Linked DNA regions of Cricetulus griseus: region 1 is linked to region 2. Evidence: chromatin contacts called from public Hi-C data. All regions are on one chromosome and are shown on one strand. The core of a region is the stretch at or near the end of the contact, and the rest is flanking DNA. Distances in the headings are between cores, read along the strand shown.

The links. Hi-C and Micro-C count contacts between places; a contact is called where the count stands out from the background.
Region 1: a Hi-C map of liver shows a contact between it and region 2, with 2.2 times the contacts expected there. The contact joins two enhancer-like sites. A contact is called at or near these places in 2 of 8 Hi-C or Micro-C datasets (fibroblasts and liver).

What each region holds. Positions count from the first base shown.
Region 1 is chr3:4,234,088-4,239,329 of CriGri-PICRH-1.0, reverse strand. All of the region lies in intron 1 of Ablim1 (actin-binding LIM protein 1), which reads right to left. It also overlaps the pseudogene LOC100757197. Among named protein-coding and RNA genes, the nearest start is that of Ablim1, 9.3 kb to the right of the region's middle. Within about 2 kb of position 2,294, at least 1 of the 6 cell types and tissues checked has open chromatin away from gene starts, as enhancers often do.
Region 2 is chr3:4,126,219-4,132,052 of CriGri-PICRH-1.0, reverse strand. No RefSeq gene overlaps it. Among named protein-coding and RNA genes, the nearest start is that of Fam160b1, 45 kb to the right of the region's middle. Within about 2 kb of position 3,757, at least 2 of the 6 cell types and tissues checked have open chromatin away from gene starts, as enhancers often do.

The sequences.
Region 1 (5,242 bases), core at 1,045-3,544, 110 kb before region 2:
CCCAGATAGTAGTCCAGTTTTTTTTTTTTTCTGTCATAGAACAACCAATTTTTGTCAGGTAGGGTTGCAATGCCTTCATGGTAAAGAAGGCATGGTAAGAACAGGCAAGCACATGTGTCCAGGAAAGTCACAAGCTTGTGAACCTCCCCCATTGCTCAATAACTCTCTCTCTCTCTCTCTCTCTCTCTCTCTCTCTCTCTCTCTCTCTCTCATTACCGACACCAAGACTAGGATCCTAGTGTTTACTTTTCCAAAAGATTATGAGTTTATGAGCGCTCTTGGGAAGGAGCTCACATGTTATGGCATCTGTGGTCACACAATAATGACATTAAGTAGGAATGCAGTATTTGATGGATACTAAGTACTTCAGTCAGCGGTCCCTTAATGTAACAAACATCTGAAGTAAGTACCTCCCTGAAAGAGAAGTTTACTCTTAGGTTTCCATCCACAGGCAGTGGGCTCCAGCTCTTTCAGAGCTGTGGTGGAGAGTGCCTGACATCTCATGGCTGTTACCTCAGAGAAGAGGTGTTCTCCGAAGGGCACACCCTCCATGACCAGGAGACCTTCCCCCCTAGGCTCCACCTTTACCATTTCTGCCACTACCCAAGAGCACCAACCTAGAGCCTCCAACACGGGAACCTCAGATACACTCCAGATCCAAGGGCAGCACTAAAGAGATAAATGCTGACAGCTTACCATGAGAAATGCCAAAGTTCTAAGTAAGTATTCATTTAAAACAGCAGATAGGCTGACAGAAAAATCCAACTCTTAATTTACCTTTAATTTTTAAAGGAAATCCAGTCTCTTAGATTAAAAAAAGATTAACAATTGCTTAAAAGTCTTGGCTGAAAGATCCAAACTGAGAATGACCTTGAAGAGAAAGCAAGCTGTAAAGGACTCCAGCAGCTAAATCCTTTGGGAGCCACATCCCTCTTTCCCTCACTGTCATTTTTGTCACCGTTTATGGAGTGACAATCATGTGTCAGCCACCATTCCCGCCTGGTTACCATGCCACCTCATTTATTCCTCCTCACAGTTGGTCAAGTCACATGTTAGGACACTAAGTAAAAGCTAAGAGTAAAGTTGGCCATAGCACCAGGATGTATCCCTGGTGCATGAGCTGGCTTGATGGAGCCCATTCTCTAGGAGGGGATGCTGTGTCAGCCTTGATGCAGTGGGGAGGGGCTTGGTCCTGCCCCAACTTAATGTGCCAGACTTTGTTGACTCCCGATGGGATCCCTTTCCTGTTGGGAGGATTGGGTCGGGGTGGGCTGGGGGAGGGCATGAGGAGGGGTGAGAGGAAGAGCTTTGGTTGGAAATTAATTAATGAAAATAAATAAATAAATAAATAAATAAATAAATAAATAAATAAGAGAGTCAGGTTGGTCCAAGTTCAAAATCACAAACTCTGCCTTTGGGTAGCTGGGTTTTCCATTCTATGCAGGTTGAGACAGCCTCCCCTTCTTATTCTCAGACCACACACACACACACACACACACACACACACACACCATATGCAGAAGCAAAAACACTCCATTCAAGTGCCCAAACACATACACACACTCACACAGAGAGACAGGCAAGCACACGTGTCCAGGAAAGTCACAAGCGTGTGAACCTCCCCCATTGCTGGATAACTTTTTAAAGTATTTCTTACAGAAGACCTGAGACATGTGTAAAGTAATCTCTCTCCTGATAATTTATGCTTCATCTGATGCCAGACTTCATGTGACAGGGTTTGCTAAAGCAAGGGCATCATAGCCTTGTTGTGGCAGACACTGCCTCCCTGGACAGCAGGCAGGTACCCAGATCCACACATCTTTGACAGTGCTGCTCAATCATTAGCTCTGCCCAGTCATTCTCAGGAAATTGTGTTTTGTGGTTTGCATCAAGTTAAAAGTTCTTTTTATTGGTTGCAGAATTTTGCAAGATATAAAAACCTTCATTTCCCACCCTGCCCTCACTTGGCCTCCCAGCCTTCCCCATCACTCCCTGGCACTCCCAGAAAACAGCCTTTTCTCATTCTCCTGGTACATTTCAGTCATCACCCGAGGAGCAAGCCAAGTCAAACGGGCAGCATGAACAGCCATCACTCCCCATGTGACCACAGGAAGGACAGCTTCAGGAGGGACCGTGCCACCCAGGCTCTACACCGAGAAAATCTGCAATTTGTATGACTAAAGAGGACAACTAAAGTCACAGAGCTCTTTGTCCAGGATTGGTGACGCAATTGCACAGAAATGGCCCCACCCTCCTGTCTGGCCTCTTACCAGCATTACTTTATTAAGTCACTCTGGCCACACAGGAAACGTGCTCAGACACAGGCTGGGGTTGAATTCCACATACTCGGTGCCCAGTGGCCTTGGGCGCATTACTTTCCCTATGCGGGGTTCAGCAATCACATCTGAGAATGGCGGTAACACACTCCACTGGTGAGGTCATGTAAGGCTTCGTGGGCGAGAAACCTGAGTAAGGTGTGGTCATATTGACATCTGTCATAATACAGTCTTCCAACTGTATTATTACCACTATTCACTTCGTAAGTGAAGAGGGCAATAGAGCACTCATGCTATCAAGTGAGATACGCATGGGGTGTGTGTCTCATCCCTGCTGTTCCACTGGCCTGTGTGCAATGCCCCATGAACGGGGAACTCCAAGGCAATGGTGACACACACCTTTAATCCCAACACTTGGGAAGCAGATGTAGGCAAATATCTGAGTTTGAGCCCAGCCTGGTCTACAGAGCGAGTTCCAGGACAGCCAGGGCTACACAGAGAAACCCTGTCTCTAAAACAAACCAAAAGGAGGAGGAGGAGGATGAAGAAGAAGGAAGAGGAGGAAGAAGAGGAGAAGGAAGAAGAAGAGAAAGAAAAAGAAAGAAAGAAAGAAAGAAAGAAAGAAAGAAAGAAAGGGAAAAAAAGGAAGAAAGAGTGGGCAGGAGGAGCCCTGTTGCTTCCCTTGCATCCCCGCTGCCTTCCTGGATAACCCAGTCGCTTACACTGGAAATGGCAGCACAGAAGATGCTGGCTTAGAAATGAGTCAGGAGCCCCTGAGCTGGAGGCAGACAAGGGTGACAAGGGTGGGTGGCAAAATGGAGTAGGTAAGTCATTTTCTGTGTGTGCCTAGGAAGTAGGAAGTACTTTAGGAAAAAGACAAGACAGAGTTGGGAAGAGGGGACATGGGTGAATTGTCATCTGAATAATGGCACAGAGGGAAAAGAAGGAGCTGGGCGGGGTCTGTGGACACAGATATCCGACAGAGTGGGAACAATGTCCGCAGGTAGGACTTTACCTGGCAAATCAAAGCAGGGAGAAGCTAATAGGAACAGGGGGAATTGGGTGAAAGGTGGAAGGGGTTAGGGTTCTGTGTCAGCGAAAGGTCCTGGCCTTTCCTGTTGAGCTGGAACCACTGAAGATTGTGAGCACAGAGCCCAGGATCTGATGTCATCTCAACTCTCTGTCCTCAGTGAATGACCAGGGGGGAGGGAGTTTGTGAAGGTGCAGAGCACTGAATTAGGACACAAAACAATGAAAAGGACCTCCGGGCTGAGAAGATGGCACAAGAGAATGAGGATGGAGATAGCAGAAGTTGAAAAATGAAAACTAGGGAGCAAGAGAGGATCAACATTAAGAAATGAACAAAAGAGATGCCAAATGAGACACCAGATTCTGAACACAGGAAAATCTGAGACGATTTCAGTGCCTGCAGAAGAAAGGAGGATGCAAAACACGGAGAGAACAAATGTCATGGAGGATGAGGCTTCAAACTTACCCCATGAGAAAACACAACAAAACAAATAACCAAAAAGCAGATTACATACAACACCTGTGTGAACATTAAACAAATTAAACAGTACACATGGTCAACAAAATTTACATAGCAAGCTAACCGACTAAACTTTGGACTTCAAGGGTATTATTATTCTCCAGTTATCCAGGCAGGAAAAACACCCCCCCCCCAAAAAAAAAAAAAAACTTCACCGTACACAGAGAGAGATGTGAAGCCTGACCTTAGATTCCCAGCAACACCAGCTTACGAAGCACAAAGGGCCCATGCTGGTGGCTGAAGGAATGAGAGTATTTGAAGAACCTCACATTCAGTCAAAGCTGTTCATACATAAAGGCAATGGCAGTCAGACCCCCAGTACACACACACACACACACACACACACACACACACACACACACACACACACTCAAATACTCACATACATACTCACATACACACCCTGGTCATTGCTGGGATCTACATTAAGTTAGGACTGATTGGGGCAGGCATCTCAGGCCCCAGTATGTGCCCAGGTTCCAAGGTGTGAGAGGAAGCCGATGCAAAGAAAGGTGGGATTTTCTCCCAGGCTGCTCATCTAGAGTCATCTGGAAGAAAAGCAACCTAAGTCATCCTTATCTTTATGCCTAAAAAAGGAAAAAAAAATCATATTGATCCACTGATCCCTTTCAAGGAGTCTTCCAAGTTAGATTATAGAGATCAATGGAATACCCACAAGAGACCAAATACGTCCACCAAAGCTAGTTTTTCTCAAGCAAACCAATGATTTATGGGATCATTTGATTGTGCAAGCACAGTGGAATTTGTAAGCATACATACCCTGCTTAAGCCCTGTCTCCTTACATATGCAAATGAGCTCGCTTGGACTGGCTGAGGTAGTTAAGGTCAGAAGCCTGATAAACATGTATGCTGCTCCGAAGCATCTTTCAGCCTTGGTTACCTGTGAGGGGAGTGGGTGGGGCTCAGGGCACTTTAGAAGGACGAGTTCTTTTTAACACTAATGTTAACTCCAATGTGCTTACACATGTAGGAGAGTTCTTCAAGTTCTTAAACAGCTGCAAGTTGCTCCAGTTCAACCAGAGAGTGCTCTGTGCCATGTGCCACGGCCAACAGATTTCTGGAAGAGCTGCCGTCTAAGGCAGCTTCCTTCCCCTCTTTCCTGTAACCCCCAGCAAGATGGAAACACTGTGTCTATGTGCTGCATTTATTGGGGTTTTGGAGAAAATTGATACAAAGAGAAATGCTTTAGAACGGTTTTTTTTTTTTTCTTGGATTGAGATCTGAAATACACACTTTGTCTTTCTTGAATGTAATATAAGAGCTCTGAGAATCTTTGCTGGATATAAATTTCTGCACAAAAATAAAAATCAACTGACCCACAAAGGTGGTGCTAAGCTACAGAATCCATAGTGGAAAGCCAACTGATCACAGCTCTGGAAGACATGAATGATGGCTG
Region 2 (5,834 bases), core at 2,508-5,007:
GGTGTCTGTATATGATTTCCAGATGCATGAGAACCCTAAACTTTGGGGATCTCACTCTAATCTAACAATACTCAGGAGAGCCTGGAAATCTGTGTGCTCAAGGGCTCTGCCTTTGCAGCATGTGACCCACTAGATCTGGAACCAGACCTGCTAATGAACCTTTTAAAAAGACTAGTGAGCAGATGCCCCACCAAGACTAGAAACTCTACTTAGTGTAGCTATTTCTTCTAGATGGTGAGTCCAGACCCAGAACATGATGGATCCACTCTGGTCTCCAGTAATACAAACACACCACCGGGTTAAAAGTCCAATGGGGCTACTTGAAGGAATCATTGACAGAAAAAGCTTAACTTCCACTGCCATGAAAGTGGAAACAGTTAGTTAAATAGTGGATTTAATTTTAGTACAAGCTCCATAATTCTTTTTTTGTTTGTTTTTTGTTTGTTTGTTTGTTTGTTTGTTTTTCGAGACAGGGTTTTTCTGTGGCTTTGGAGACTATCCTGGAACTAGCTCTTGTAGACGAGGCTGGTCTCGAACTCACAGAGATCCACCTGCCTCTGTCTCCTGAGTGCTGGGATTAAAGGCATGCGCCACCAACGCCCAGCTTCCATAATTCTTAAATAGCAAAAAGTCCTGGTTTTTCTCTCTAAATTTTTTAAATGAAGTTGTTTTCCTATTGAAATCCAACTTATTGTCAGCATTTCTGGCTTGTTTGTTTTTGGTTTTGTTTTGTTTGAAGTTTTACTTTCACGATAACCTGCAATGCTGGATACTAAAAATATACAGATACCAATCTTTTTTAGATCAATGGGATTTATATTTCCCAGAGTTAAAGACTTTACTGCTTATTGTCTGTATATTTAAACAGACACATTAACTTTCTGGTCCTGGGGTTTAATCCATGTAGAGAGATGACAGCAGACACAGAACTGGCCAAACAGTTTGATGTGTTTTAAGATCCCAGAAGAGCTACTTCAGCAAGCACACACTCCATCCATCTTTTAGAATAACTGTAAGTAACAGTACTTTGTGAAGACACAATAAAATCCCTAGGACTTAGATAGCATCTATGAATTGGTCCTCAAGCTAGAAATGAGGAGGCAGAATGGGACAGTCAAATGACTGCCATGAAGCACAGGCAGTCATGTTCCTCCCCTTGACGTCACAAAATGCCTGTGAAGATGTTTGTGAAACTCTGGTCAAAGGAGCCGAGACAGACAGCGTTGGACAGAGAGCAGGATCTCCTACTCACCAGCCACTGAAGTATGGGCACCCAACACAAAAGCTCCCAAACCTCAGTTCCTTCTGTAAAATGGGAGATCATGCTAGTACCCCCCCTCCTGTGTTATTAAAGGGGTGGGGTACATAACAGATGTGAATGTCTGACAAAACAAGTAACAAGGCTCAACACCTAGTATTTCATGGGACATCTTCCCCTGTGAGCTTAGTCAGACTTCATCTACCGGATGTAAGATCTTTTCTGTCTCATTGCTGTGGCTGTGGCAAAATACCCTGGCCAGGGCAACTTAAGGGAAGAAGGGTTTTGTTTTTGGTGTTTTTTGGCTCATGATCACAGGTTACAGCTCATTATTGTGGAGAAGTCAAGGTAGGAACTTAAAGCACAAGATCAGAGAAAGAATAAATGTATGGGAGTGTGCTCTCTCATGAGCAGCTGGCTCTCTTCACCCTTACACAGCTCAGGGCCCAGCCCGTGAAGTGGTACCTCAGGTACTCTGGGTGTATCTGCTTATATCAATTAATAATCAAGATGCCCACTCCCACTTGTCCACAGGCCAGTCCGATACAGATAGATGATCCCTAAGATTCTCTTCCCAATGATTCCAGGTTACGCCAAGTTGACAGTTAAAACTAAGCAGCACAGTTACCAACATGGGTTTGAAAGGGAAACAGGAAATCACCACTGAGGAGGCAGGCTCAGAGATACTCGAGAAAGCAGGTTCTATCCAGGACCAAGCACCCTTTTAGTCACTGGGCTACCTCCCTGTGACATCCCAGGTCAAAAACTACAGAGACCATGTGAAATTGATAAGGTCATCTCCCCAGGGCGTGTCAAGGTTCCCAGTGGTCATTTGGCACCAACAGTTATCCGGGCTTTGCCGAAGAGATTTTAGAGGTATATGAGACCAAGTCAACTGGACTTTTACCCAAGAGAGTTTTACAACTTCTGACAGATTTCCCCCACGTGCTCCTTGCTGTTCTTACTGAGTACAAAGGTCAGGGCTGAAAGCCCGGGCTTCAGAGCACTGTTCAGAGTCCCTAGAGCCACAGGAGAGCCTGCTCCAGTGCCTTCCATACGTTGCTCACTCTGCTTCCCTCCTCCAGCCCTAACACGCACAAAGCATTGGAACAATTAGATCGGTCATATTGGGGCCTCCTGTCACCACCATAGTCCGATGGTCTAAACGTAAATCCTGGCCCCTCCAACCCATTTCTAGATGTGAAGGTGACCAGTGGCATTGACAGAGCAACCAGGATCAGACTCTGCAAAGTGGATTTTAAGTATTCTGAGTAGAGATTATTTATGATAATCCTTTGGCAGGGCCCTGAAAAGGAGCATTTAATTATCTAACGACATAATTGAATTCCTAACTTTCTCCCTCAACAGAAAGGGCCAAAGCTTCAGAGTCCAGAGGCCAGCTCTGCATGCAACCTGTCACAAGTTGCTTCAAGGGGAGTCAGAGATGCCGAAGTTACCGCTCTGCAAATGCACTTTCTAAAAATAATCAATATTTTCCTTCAATGCTTCTGACAAAGCAACCAAGCCACTTCACTTTAATCGCTTGCAGGCTGCACAATGGCTTGATTTTTTAATATTTCACTCATAGTAGCAGCCGCTGAGCTATGACTAACTCACTCTCCCAGGCATCACTGCTGGTTCCAGATGGCAAGAAATGCATTCCCTTCGCTCCTGCCTGAAAAGCATTTCTGACTTTCCCCCCCTTCCTTTTCATCCTTCCATTTCACCTGCAGTAATTATTTCCGCTCCAGATCAAAAAGGGTAGGACGAGAACGAGGGACGCCAGGCAACGGTTAGTACAGGTAAAATTACTTAAAAAAAAAAAAAAAGAAAGAAATGGAGTATGAATCCTGCAGCTTTAAATCTTGCTGCATCGGGCCCTGGATTTCTTCCATAACTGAGCTACAAAATGGTAACAAGAAAAGAGGAAAAAATGCCTCTTCCTCCCAACCAGCCCTTACACAGCTCTTCAGCAAGATTGGCAGTGGCCAGCCCATCCCCCACGCCCTCCCAGCCCAGAGGCGCAGTTAGTACAGGTGGGCTGGGCACCGGACCTTGGCCCTCAGGCTTCGCCCACATCCGGCGATCAAGGTCAAGGGCGAGCTCTTCCTTTCCCAGCCTAGGAGCCCAGGGGAGCCGCTGCCAAAGTTTCAGGCCCGCTTGGGGCCAGCGCGGCTCTCGCAGCCCCTTGCCCTCGGGCACCTGCCCAGTGCGCCCTGCTCCAGATCCGGCGCTGGGTCCACACACCGTGCCACCTGGTCCCCACTCACCTCGGGTGGACATGACTCAGGCAGCCGCAGCAGAATCAGGAGGGAGAGAAGCAGCCCGCAGGGCGTGGGGAGGATAGGATCCCGAGACCACGCGCGCACACACGGGCTCGCGCCTCCCCAGCCCGGGGCGGACGCCTCCCGCAGGACACCTGCTCCGCGCTCCGGGCAGCCGGGCGGGCGGGCGGGCGGGCGGGCGAGCAAGCGGGCAGGCAGGGATCCGCAGGGCGCGGCGCTGCTGACAGCTAGGGCCGGCTGGGCGGGGCCGGCTCCCCCGCCGGGTGCCGGTGGGCAGGCCGGGCCCACTCGGGTCCAGTGGCTGCTGGGGACACACTGCCCGCTTGGCTGTCGCTCCCGGCAGAGCTTTGTTCCTGAGCAAGGTGCTGTGCCGTCCACACTCTGGACCCGTGTCCCTGGTGATGATGGTGCGGGTGGGGGGTTGGAGGGAGGACTGCTGTCATTGAAGGCTTTCCAGCGTCTAGCCTTGGTCACAGAGACACCGTCAGGAGTAACTCTATGCCTTCCGTAAGTGCTGCGCTTGACCGGAGGAAGAATTCCAGGGTTACCTGAAGGGAGGTTGACCCTGACTGTGGAGCAGTCTTTGGCAGTCCATAATAATGGTTCCGCGATTCAGAAATGTTCAAAGAACAGGTGGACACAGTTTTAGGAAAAACAATTGGTAGATAACTGGAGAAAGCCCAACCATATGATCCTGTGGGGAGCGAAGGGTTAGGGAAATAAAAAAGTCATAGTGAGAAAAATTGCAAACTTCAATAGCAATCACTGAACTCTGCAACTAAAACCAACTTTTTGTCTGGCACCTTGATGACATCCCAGCTGCCTTTTAGACGGAGAAGTAGCCAACGGGTCACAGACCAGTTGCTCCCATCTCAAGGTGACTTTCTTCCTCTCTATCCTCCGCTCACTACCAAGCGCTGTCACCTGAGTGGTTACAGGGCAGCCTCCATGTCCAGCCTCTCCCTCCATCGCTTTAATGTTGCCTGCTGCCTTGAGGGTAGTTTTTCCTGCTTAGGACATTGTCATAACTCCAAAACCTGCAGGCTGTCCCCACTGATCTTCAGATAGTCTAAGTATTTCATCCAACCAATTTCAGCAGAGCAATTCCTCCAACAGAGGTGTAGTGAACATATCCTATGTGCCAGTCTTTGTGTTGGATAGTAGGGCCACAATAGTGAACAAAACAGGCATGCCCCATGTCTGAAGAGCGGCGTCTTCTGAAACATTAAGAACCTTTGTACCTTGTGCGTTGCCCGTCACCTGTCGCTACTGCCCAAACACGTAACACGGCTACTTTCTCTGCTGACATTTCTCAATAACGGTGTTTATTGTCCTCTGCCTTTCTTCATCCTCACTGTTCTTTGCAAATGCCTTTCTCCCAACCCAAATTACCCCATAAGCATCTCATAAAATGTTCCTGAATATGTCAATGCCCACTGACCTCACAACTTCCATGTATTTTCAGAAACACCTATTTGTACCAAACACACAACCGCCTAAAGCATGTGTTTTGTGTTGCTGTTCACATATTGCATTGTGTTTTCTCTCCCACCAAAGCTCTGAAAAAAAAAAAAACAAAAAACAAAAAACAAACTCCATGAACATGGCAGTGCAGCTGAATTGACTTAGTTCTGCAAGTATGTTACAGAGCATGCATTATAGTGGCTGTCATACAGAGACAGAGGTCCCGTGTGTGCCTGTCTACCCCTTAGCCTCGTGATGATACCTACCAGTCCCTCTCTTCATGTGCCGTTGTCATTTTGGACTTTATAACCTCATTGTACAACCAAGGATACAGTACAAGCAGATCTTACCCTCATGTCCTTAAGATACTTATAATAGACCACACAGATGGTCCTAAAATATGCTCCTATCTATGTCTAGAATAAGGCAATGTACACAGTGTTTTTAGGCAGAGAGCAAGTGTAGTCAGCCCTCAACTTAGCTCTAGTTTTCATATCCATGAAATCAACCAAATGTGAGCCATGACTATTGAATAACACAACTATATCTTGTCAGACACGGCGGCAAATGCCGTAGTCCCAGCACTCAGGAGGCCAAAGCCAGAGGATCACAAGTTCAAGGCCAGCTGGGGCTACATAGCAACACCTCTCTGAAGAGAATAAATTGTGTTTGCATTGAACATGAATATGCCCCCCCGCCCTAAATGACCTAATATATCATTTTATATTGCATTTACATTGCACTAGTTATTTTAACTAATCTGGAAATGGTTTAAAGAACACAGGCAGAAATGTATAGTTTACATGCAAATATGACAGCATTTAATA